Linked DNA regions of Mus musculus: region 2 is linked to region 1. A link is a contact called in public HiChIP or PLAC-seq data. All regions are on one chromosome and are shown on one strand. Each heading gives the region's core, a stretch centred on a gene start, on an enhancer-like site or on the middle of the called end of the contact. The rest is flanking DNA. Distances are from core to core; before and after follow the strand shown.

Region 1 (5,433 bases), core at 1,720-4,219:
ATGGTGTCCAAAGAATGGTCAAAATCACGAGGGCCACAGCACGGCTGGAGGGGAGACAATTATCTCTCGCTGGGGAATTTTCCATTACATCAACTCAGGGTTGAGTTTGGAAATATTACAGTGGCAGCGGTGAACAGGCTTAGATAGGGTCCAGAGATATTCAGGAAGACTGGAGGGGAGACAATTATCTCTCGCTAGGAATTTCGCATTACCTCAACTCAGAGTTGGGTCTGGAAACTTGAAAGTGGCAGTGACGAACATGAGGATTAGGTAAGAAGGTCCTGAGACGCACGTAGTCTATCACAACCGCCAGCTCAAAGGTAAAGGGGCGACACGGAGGCGCCAGGTGCAAGACACAAAGGAGATAATGCTGACTATTTCTCAAACCTCAGAGTGCAGAGATAAAGGAGAGCCCAAGATGGCTTTGAGGGTTTGATCTAGAATGATACTGGCCAGAGATAGTAAGCCCAGAAGACAGGTCAACTTCAGAAGAGAGAGGAGACTCAAGTTTGGGATATGTGAAATTTAGGGTCCCAAATGGACATGCAGGTGAACCCACCTAAGAAGACAGGGTTCCAGGTCCAGTTATAAACAAATATAAAGGGGTTTCAGGGACAGATTTGAAGTCATTTCTCTTACAGAACTGACAAGAGAAGCCAAAGTTCCAGTGCTGACAACAGTGTGCCCTCAGGGAACACATTAGAGACCCTAAAATATGTGGTGGTCTGGAGCATGGACCCCATCTGCTTGATCTGTTTCTCTTCATCCAAACTGCTCCTCTCTCCGCCCTTACCCTTCAGAGCTCATGGATTTTGCCTCCATTTTTCTGACATTGGTTCTCTACTCTCCCTCAGAGAAGTCCCACTCTGGGTTCAGCACAGCTCCAAATCCCCTAGTGCTTACCCCATACATCTGTCCTTTCTTCTAAGCCTGAAACACATTTAAGAAAGAACACATAAGAGGCTGGGAGACATGACACATGCTTAAGAGCACACGTTGCTCTTTAAAAAGACACTGGTTTGGCTCTTAGTACCCAACTCATGTAGATTGTGACATATACGGTCAGGGAATCTGATCCCTTCTGGTCTCCTCAGGCACCCAAATATAGATGGTGCACATACATAAACCCAAGAGTTCGTGCATACCCATAAAATAAGGAATAAGAAAGGATGCATAAATCAGCAGGGATAATAAATATAGAATGTATTAATACACATACTTAAATTGCAAAATCAGAGAACATCTCAACCAAGAAAAGACAGGGGCAGTCACAGGTTGGACAACCGAGTCAGAAATGCCACATCCTCCGATGAAGGGAGATGTCAAGGAAGAGGGTATGATCCCTTGCTATAAAATGACCAGAGGATGAGAGCGAGATCAAGGACTCCTAGCTTTCAAAAGCAGAAAATTTACGTGCAGACTCCTTGAAAACAGAGTTCTAAGAGACTGGGGAAGGGAAGAGCCAAATGGCAAAGGTCAAGATGCAGAAGCTGCCAGGGAGATGAGATCAGCCAGGACAAGGAAGCAAAGGCAGCGACCGGGGGCCGGGGGCAGGGTGAGGAAAGGGAGGGTCCTCCAACAGGGGGTTCTATCCACAGGTTCTAGGAAAGATACGGGGAGAGAACAAGAGAGCAAAGATAAAGAAAACGAGACACAAATCCAAGAAAAGTAGAACATATAGGGCCAGAAATAGAGGATATGAATAAAGAAAATACGTCCTGAATGAGAAAGTAAGGGAAAGAGAAGCGTCCTGTGGAGTCTAACAACGCTTGTGTCTCCATCATGCCAGGAATTATGTACGGATTTTCTTTTCACATTAACTCTTCAGCAAAATATTTAACAAACTAAATTATGAAAATACTAAGTTCCCCATATTAAAAAAAAAAGCGATTCAAAATCTAGGTTCTAGCTGGGTGTGGTAGCTCATGCCTTTGATCCCTGCGTGTGCTGGTGAAGGAGGCTGGAGAAGGGGATCAACGAAGCGTCCCTGCTTCAAAACAAACAAACAAAACCCACAGAAACCTAGGCCATTAAAAAAAGAAAAAGAAGCAACAATGAAACAAGCAAAGTCTTATGGGAAGTACAAGTGAAGGCCTCTAACAAACTACTCGGCTGGCATCAGTTTTAAACTCTGTGGATTTAAGCAAACCAGCTTTATCTACTAAATGACCAGTCTTACGAGTGATTTTCCTAATCAGTGGTTGAGTTGTGTTATGACCTTATGAAATTATGAATTTCTAAAACTAGATGAAACAAATGGTAGGTGTTCCCAATAACTTAAATTTAAAACAAAATCCAAAACACTAAGAATGCCTTATGTCCCAGACGGCTCCCCTCCAGGAGACTCTTCATTATTGATTTGAAAGGCAACAGGGCTGCTTACGCACCTAGGCAGCCCCTTCAGAATAAGTGCCCATGGGCGCCAAAAGGTTTATAACAAATAGACACACCACACATATCCATGACTCTATAAAAGAAAGTCCAGGCAGATGGGCTACACTACTTCAACATGTGGTTCTCATAAATAATTATGAAGTCCCCAAGACTGACAAATCCAAAGGGGTAGGAGAGAGTAGTCCGATTGCTTAGGATGCAGCAAAACAGGAGGGACCCAGCACTGGAAACCCCTGCCTTCTTACTTCCAGGTAATCTCATGGAACAATCAGGACATGTGAGTCACCGCTGGGCTGACGGGGGATAGAGAAGCCCACCCTAACAGAATCGCTCGGGAAGCAGATGACAAAAGCTACTTTCCTTTCCAGCATGGGCAGCAGCATTTAGATTTTACTGGCAGACTCCAGCAAAGAGCTTTCACATATTGTTTCTCCCAATCCTTACAAACCCAGGTGAATCTATCAATGTGTTTGAAGATTACAGAGGCTTAATCTTAAGGCCCAAGGTAGTAAATCCAGCAAGCAGCCGCCCAGGAGCTTCTCTGCTGCCTGCGAGATGAGTCATCACAAGGGAAGCCTGGGCTGAGAAACCAGATAGCACTGGCTTGACCCCTTCCCCCATTAGTGAACTAGTCTTCAGACTGTACTGCACGTAGGAATCACAGTTGAGAGTTCATACAAAATCACACGGTTGTACTTTAGGAGTCAGTGGTCTGACGGATTTATGTGCATACCTTTAAGTCTGAGATTGTCGTCCACGCACTCTCTTTTTCAGAAGGTGACCAACCTGGCATAAGCGTTGCCAGTCACTTTGGGATCTTGGCTGGTAAACGCTTCAGCTCTATACTTCCCGGGTGCTCTACAGAGACAGCCTGGATGTCTTTCATAGCAATTCTTTTTTTTTTTCCCGAGACAGGGTTTCTCTGTGTAGCCCTGGCTGTCCTAGAACTCACTCTGTAGACCAGGCTGGCCTTGAACTCAGAAATCCGCCTGTCTCTGCCTTCCGAGTGTTGGGATTAAAGGCGTGTGCCACCACACCCGGCTTCTTTCATAGCATTTTTTAAAAAAATCTAACCAGTGTCCTAATTGTCAAGGATTACCGTAGGATAGAACCCTTGCATACATCTCAGAGGAGCTTCTGTACCTTAGGGGCCTCAGTGCTTGGAGACCTTTTTTTTTTTTTTTTTTTTTTTTTTTGGATGTAAGAGGAAACCCAGCTTTTCTTTTAAAGTGTGCGTGTGTGTGTGTGTGTGTGTGTGTGTGTGTGTGTGATATGTGCATGGGGACTGAGCATGTCATGTTATCCATACAGAGGGGTCAGAGGAAAGTTTATTAAGTCAGTCAGTCCCTTCCACTTTATATCGGTCCTAGGGACATGACTCAGGTCTTTGGATTTCATGGAACAGCGCCTTTCCGTGGGGCTACTTCACTGATCCATGCACACTCACTTTAATCAAGTTCATATTAATTCATATAATAGCTGACTGACCTCAGAAAACTGAAGCCCGACGACTCTAAATAAAAGGATAAGTACCGTGGCTCAGTTCACCAGGCAAGAGTTATAGAAGGCGAGACACTGTAAACCACACACTGACCAAAAAAAAGAAAAAAAAAAGGTTACTCTCTGCTGGGGATGTGGGGAGCTAACGTTTGGTAGCTTTATTTTCATTAGAAGACCAATGTGAGAAAAAAAAATTCTTTTAAAAAACTATCATTCAAATACCTTTCCTGCACACCACTTTTCAAGACTAGATCTAATGTGTAAAATAATGTCAACCTCTATAGACAGGTTATTGGATGAACTCCAGAGGCAACGCACTGTCTTCAGAAATCATTAAAGGAAGCGGTTCCTGATCATTTGTCACAATTACACCTACAATGCTGCTTTCTCTAACGGGAAAACACAAAGGCAGAGAGCGCCATGAGTCCTGCAGTTATGCGCGTACAGTAAGAAACTGTTCGCATAATTTGCTGGACCCTCCATGTCCACAGCATAGCCAAGTCTTCAATGCGTCCCCTCCAAGAGTCAAAGCTGAATGAATCTGAAGGTGGCTGGCTTGTCCTCCCGTTCCCGAGAAACCGTACAAGGCTTAAAAGTTTGTCTTAAGATGTTCTCAATCATTTGGAGGCTTGTAGCAGCATAAAGAGTTTTCATCTAGTCGGGGGCAAGCAGTCTCTGAAGAGAGAATATTGCTCTTTCCCAACCTGGGTAATTTGCAGACTAGGGGAGGAGGGAGTTGCTCTTTAATACAAGCAATTGAAGAGCTATGAATAGTGACTGATTGCTGATGGGCTAATCAGAATGACAAGAAACAGAAATAATAAATAATAACTTGCTCAGACATCACTGTCCAAGTAAACAGCAGGATATGCCAAATGAAATTTAATCTGATTAGCACACTCACCTTACAAATGAACTATCAAACCTTATCACACTTCTCTCTGGGTTCTGCTTCCCTTATTTCTTTACATATTATTCTACTCTAAGGCTTTGCTGAAGTTGTCTGTAGAGTTCACATCTTCCATAGCTCTTCCCTTCTATGACAGCCTTCAAAACCTTTTTCTTTTCCCTTTTTAAAAAATCAAAAAAAATTTAGCATCATGTCTGTGTGAATGTGTGTCTCTGTGTGTGTGTGTGTGTCTGTGTGAGTGTGTGTATGTGTCTGTGTGTGTGTGTGAGTCTCTGTGTGTGTGTCACTGTGTGTGTGTCTGTGTGAGTGTGTGTGTCTCCGTGTGTGTGTGTGTGTGTGTGTCTGTGTGAGTGTGTGTGTATGTGTCTGTGTGTGTGTCTGTGTGTCTGTGTGAGTGTGTGTGTATGTGTCTGTGTGTGTGTCTGTGTGTGTGTCTGTGTGTGTGTGTGAGTCTCTGTGTGTGCGTATGTGTCTGTGTGTATGTGTGTGTATGTGAGTGTAGGTGTGTTTGTGTGAGTGTCTGTGTTTGCCTGTGTGTGTGTGTCTATGTGAGTGTAGGTCTGTGTGTTTGTGTGAGTGTCTGTGTTTGCCTGTGTGTGAGTGTGTGTGTGTGTGTGTCTGTGTGAGTG
Region 2 (5,433 bases), core at 1,227-3,726, 200 kb after region 1:
ATTAGCATGTCATGTCTAGTTTGTTTCCTTTTGTCTTTGTCTGACGTTTGCACACATGCAACGCATGTCTGTGTTAAGGTTTTCTTCCTTTCCAGGGAAGGTGAAGAGGCCAGAAGTCTATGACTGTGTCTTGTCTAATCTTTTCATTCTTTTCCACACAGGGTCTCTCACTGAACCCACAGCTTGCCAGTTCGGCTGGACTGAGCCTTGGGATCTTTCTGTGTTTGCCCCTTTCCATCCCAGCTCTGGGATTCGAAGTTCACACCAGCATTCCCAGCTCTTACATGGGTGCCAGGGATCTGAACTCATGCTTCATGCTTGTGCTGCACATATTCTACGTACTGAGCCTCTCTCTCACCCCTCCGTAAATGAGGGAATGAGAAAATGCTGTGCTACTCTTGGAGAGGCACTATAAAAGCAGTTAGAGCACGCGTGCACTTGGTTATCTAGTTCCAATTTCACACCCTTGTGACTTTTTGTCATTTAGTGTGTTTGTGTGTGTGTGTGAGTGCGCGCGCGCGCACGCGCGAGCGCATGTGCGTGTGCATTAGAGCACGCATGCACAGAGGTTATTGGTCTGAGGTCCAGTGTTCACTAACTCCCTAGCTTGTCCCCGTCTCTCTCTCCTCGGTCTCTTCTCTGTTTCTCAGTCCCTTTGCTCACTGAGAAGTGCTTCAGTACTGAGATGAGCTGCGGAGTTCTGTGAGCACAAATTCAGTCTGTACTCTGCATCAGGAAATAACTGTCTCCTTGACTCGGGCTGGTGAATGCAGGACAGGAACCTATCCAGGAGCAAGACAAGTGCAGATACTAAAAGGCAGGGGTAAGGAGGGCCTGCTCACATTTAAACCTCCAGCTGCTCTGCAGAAGATCAGAGTTTCATCCCCACAGCCCCATCGCCTGTGACTCTAGGTCCAGGGATCCGCTGCCTCTGGCTTCCACAGCCACCGCTATGGATATCTGTGTACTCACACATAAACACCTGCACATCACTAAAAATATAAAGAACTTTTTACAAAGACAAAGGCAGGCAAGGTGGATCAGTGGTTTAGGGTGTTTACTTTTCTAAGTAAAGCATGGTGGAGAACAGCCACACTCACTCCTGTAAGCTTTGTCTGAAACTGCTTTTCCGTGTTAAAGACGGTGCCAGGGCGGCGGCAGCAGCAGCAGCAGCAGCAGCAGCAGCAGCAGCAGCAGCAGCAGCAGCAGCAGCACCTGAAATGAGTGTTTAAGCCCATGCTTCGGGATGTGTTTACCGGCCTAGAAGGTTGCGGTAGTTTCTTTAGGTGAGAATTCACATTCAGCCTGGGTTGCCCTGCTCATGGTTAAATATACACGAGCCCGTCTTGTACCTTTGTGGAGTCTGTCGTGTTGGTTCTGCGTGAGCTAAGTGATGTGGGATCCTACATCTTAACTCATTCCTGGGATGCTCAGTATTTCTTACACTTTTTTTAATGATTTTTCTCAAAATTTTAAGTTTACTCAGCTAGAGTAGCTTGCTTATTAAGGCATTTTCACATCTAGACATCTGGTTTCATCATTGTGGGACAGACAGGGGTCATAAGGGACCTCCCTGGAGGGGTATATCTGCGTGCTATTAGATTCTCTAAATCTCTCCTTCAAGATTGTTGGCTCACAGATTAGAATGCAAACAAAGATTTTTTTTTTTTAAAGAAAAACCTTGTTTCTATAAACGAGTGCTTAATGTTTTCACATGAGAATCTTCTGTTTTCTGCCACTTGGGATCTGCAGAAATTGTAGGAAGGTTCTTAGCTCATGAGGTAAGTTCTTGGGGAAAGTAGAAAGCAATAGTTTCTGGAATAAGTTAACTTGGGTTAGGCCCATCATTTCTTTTGTCCTCTCAGGGCTACTTTATAGATCTGCAAGGAGACATCCCAAGCAAGCAGGGCTGTATGACAGTGCATCACCTGCCTACTGGCCGCTGGGGCCCAGGCAGTGTGTTAACTCTGACAGGAATAGAAACAGGGCAAAGAACATTTAACAAGTAACACTTGAGAAACAGAGGGTCTTCATCAGTGTGCCATTTAAAGACAGTAATAAATGCGTCTGTGTATGGCAGGCAGTGACAACTTAGGACAGAGGTTAGAAAGTTGAGATCTCAGAAGAGGACGGAATTACTAAAGGCTGTATTGTAAGGAAGCATAGTACACTGAGTGCTTGTTTCTAAAACACAGCGTTTCTCCCTCTGGCTCTCTCTCTGGTTTCTCCCTCTGGCTCTCTCTGTAAAGCTCACGGTCTTCTCCATCCACAGCAGTGTCTTGCTGACCCTCCATTGCTAGCCTTTTCTGCTTCCTCTCCCCTCCAATCAGGGCCTTTGATCGCTCACTCTTTCATATCTTACTATTGGTCTTAACAATGGCCAGTAGATATTTTTGTAAACCGGGTGGTACCTAGCTCCTGAACTGTGGTCTATAATGAGACAAGTCCTTTTTGACTGCAGTAGCAACAATGTAACTCAGAGAACAAAAGATGATGATTCTTTATTGTTGCCACTTGATTGGGGACTCTCCACATCAGCCTGCTTCTGCTTCTCAGTTCCCAGAGCTGCTTTCCTGAAGCCAGAGCCACCACCCAGAGACCTAAGACTCTTCCTCCTTCATTTGTACAAACCCCAGTCTCTACAGTGGTATTTTAGCCATTTTAAAAATATAATTTTTATTAGTCCTTTGAGAAGTTCATACAAATGACTATGTAGTTTATCTGGTTTTTTAAGTTCTCTTTCTTTTCCTCTCTGCTGGCCTCTCAGCCCCTCACTGACTATTCAACTTTAGTGTTTGTGCTTGCTCACGCCCTTTCCCTCCCTGAACAAACAAACAACAGGAAAAAGAACGGCATTTTCCCATCTTTCTTTCTTCTCTGTGTGTGTACTTTGTTGCATTTTCTCCTTTTTTTTTTCCAAATAATTTATACTTGTGTTTGGCATTAATATTTTAGAGGCTTCTGAAGATCCTGAGAACTGCTCTAGAATTTTGGTGAATTTTATAATTTCCTCTAATAGGATCAATGCTTCAGAGATCTGTGTAGTAGATCATGGGGATTCTTGCTTGCGATATGGATTCCCAGTGCATACTCTCTGACTGATTCTGGTGTGATTGTGTGATGTCTGTGTAGCACGATCAACCACTTAGTGAGAAAACTTCAGTGTTGAAATGACAAAAGTCTTCTTGAAGTTCTGTGGAGCTGTGTATCCTACATGAGTATATGTGTATGCGTGTTAGTGCGACAAGTATATGATGTGTAGCCTAAATTTCGTAAGATGGGAACATACACACACACAGGAAAGGATGGTAAAAACAGAAATGCTGCTCCCTCCTCTCCTGGAGGATTGAGTGTGCTCATGTGAGTCTTAACTTAGACCTCTCTGCTTCCCTTTCCTCTTACAAAGGGCCGATTATACCATCTTAAAAAAGAATGTGAGCCTCTTTGACATGTACAAAAGGCAGGAACCCTTGAGGTCAAGTGAATATAGCCAGGGTTATCTGGATAATTAAGTCTGAAAGTCTAGAAAGGCAGAAAAGCACAGAGCATTTAGTGCTGGTTGAGGGACATATTTTAGGGAGCGTATTTAACTGATTAACTCTGATTCATTGCAGTTGGCCCAGTTCACTGGAAGGCCTCTGTCTTTGTTCAGTATGGAATTGCTACAAAACCACCAGGGCAGGCTCTCATTCCCATGCCGGGTTCTTAGAGAACCTTCTTGCTGTTAAATGACAGCAAGGACACACTGGTATCCTATCAATGTTTATGATAAGAAGCAATAAATATGTAAATATATTTTGGTCAAACCGTTTACAAATTTAAGTTCTTTTTAGTGATAGTTTGGCATGTATGAAGCCCTGCAAAGAAAGAAAACCTAGTAATTTACTAACAAAGATGTTTGCTTATATACTTATGTGCAAGCTGGTTTCTTGTTTTGTTTCATTACTGTGAATATATTAACTTTTCCTCTTGGTAGCTTACATTAGTTTTGGAACCTAAATAATGATGCTGAGACCAGAGATAGTTTTTAAAGACTTAAAATTACACATGACAGTAAACCCATAGATTTTAAACTTAACTAAAAAATAGAGAAAAGTCTTTTAGGCTGATAGATATATTGCTGAAGCTGAACACAGTGGGCAGATGAAGGAAAACCCAAGGGAAGGACACAGTGGAGAGAATGGCAGGTGGGCTGGGAATTGCTGGTGTCTTCAGAAATCACATTGCTGAAGGAAATCGGAATTCTTTTCCAACACAGGGAAACTGTATAAAAATACATACTTAAATACCAGCACGTTCTCTTTGTCTGCTGTGGGTATATAGAACTTGAGGAAGAGGGTGGGTTAGGCCCTGGCTTTGGAGGCCTATGAGAAACCAATACTGTAGAAGTCTTAGTTTGTCATGGAGGCAGGGTGTGGGGCTGTCACCCAAGGTGAGAATCCATACTTGAAATTATCCTCAGCACTCCTCTAACAGTAGGAAACCCAGCTGAGGACCGCCAATTTTATATTGCTCTGTTCCTTTCACTCGGTGTTTCTGTATGTCTCATTTCTTCAGTTTATTTTACAAGAAATACAGTACACTCATTGGCTTATTTCACTTCTCTGTTTTCAGCGAAAACCTTCAATACTCTTTGCATAGGCTCTGGAATGTAGATGGTAATTGTTAGATGCCCGGCTCAGCTTACCCGGGATCACACTTGCAGTCACTGCCGTAGCTCAGCTAGGCTTCCCGTGCTCTGCAGGCACTGCCTCACTGCACAGACAGTGCGGGGGTCCTCACATCTTGCAGTGTATTAGGCTTGTCCAGTTATTACATCTATCCAGTGTATAGGTTTATACAGGGCCAGGGAAGATGTCTCTTTACTCTCTTCAACTATTACCATCCCAGGAAACATATATAGGATTTTTTTTCCATCCAAAGTAGAGTGTAACTGAGAAAACATTTAGGCCCAAGTGTGTGTGTGTGTGTGTGTGTGTGTGTGTGTGTGTGTGTGTGTGGTTCTTCTTAAGAACAACTGGAATAAACTATAGTTTAAAAAAACCCAACATTAAGAGAGAATAATAAACACATTAAACATGAGAGCAAAATCATACTTTAAAATCGAAATGCATAAAACAGAAAATGTTCCCCCTTTTTGTAAGGGTTCCCCTCGATCTTCCTCTTCAGATACTGCTACATGTCTCTGGTTGGTACCCACTGTGTTGCCCAGGTTGGCCTCCAACTCCCAACACCCTGTCTCAGCCTTCTAAGTGCTAAGATGACAAGTGTGTGCCACACACGTCTTCTGTCCTGTTCTTACCGGAACAAACAGAATCAGCACAGATGGTACGCAATCTGTAGCACTTCTCTGGGAGTTTAAGAATCTCTTTTTTATTTATATCTTTCCTATGCTTTTGTTTTCTAAGCTCACCAAGTTGTACATTCGCTCAC

Evidence for each region. HiChIP or PLAC-seq counts read pairs in DNA pulled down with a chosen protein or histone mark.
Region 2: a contact with region 1 is called in an H3K27ac HiChIP or PLAC-seq map of extraembryonic endoderm stem cells. The contact joins two enhancer-like sites. A contact is called at or near these places in 1 of 39 promoter capture datasets (maxillary cranial neural crest), 7 of 115 datasets of contacts at active chromatin or transcription factors (bone marrow-derived macrophages, embryonic limb bud, embryonic midbrain and 3 more) and 2 of 9 other capture datasets (adipose tissue and pancreatic islet).

The regions. Positions count from the first base shown.
Region 1 is chr6:4,730,387-4,735,819 of GRCm38.p6, forward strand. All of the region lies in intron 1 of Sgce (sarcoglycan, epsilon), which reads right to left. Among named protein-coding and RNA genes, the nearest start is that of Sgce, 14 kb to the right of the region's middle. Within about 2 kb of position 2,970, at least 52 of the 459 cell types and tissues checked have an H3K27ac peak or open chromatin away from gene starts, as enhancers often do. A contact at or near this core is called in extraembryonic endoderm stem cells, where this site is marked.
Region 2 is chr6:4,935,540-4,940,972 of GRCm38.p6, forward strand. The region is part of intron 2 of Ppp1r9a (protein phosphatase 1, regulatory subunit 9A); the gene reads left to right. Among named protein-coding and RNA genes, the nearest start is that of Gmfg-ps, 35 kb to the left of the region's middle. Within about 2 kb of position 2,477, at least 34 of the 459 cell types and tissues checked have an H3K27ac peak or open chromatin away from gene starts, as enhancers often do. A contact at or near this core is called in extraembryonic endoderm stem cells, where this site is marked.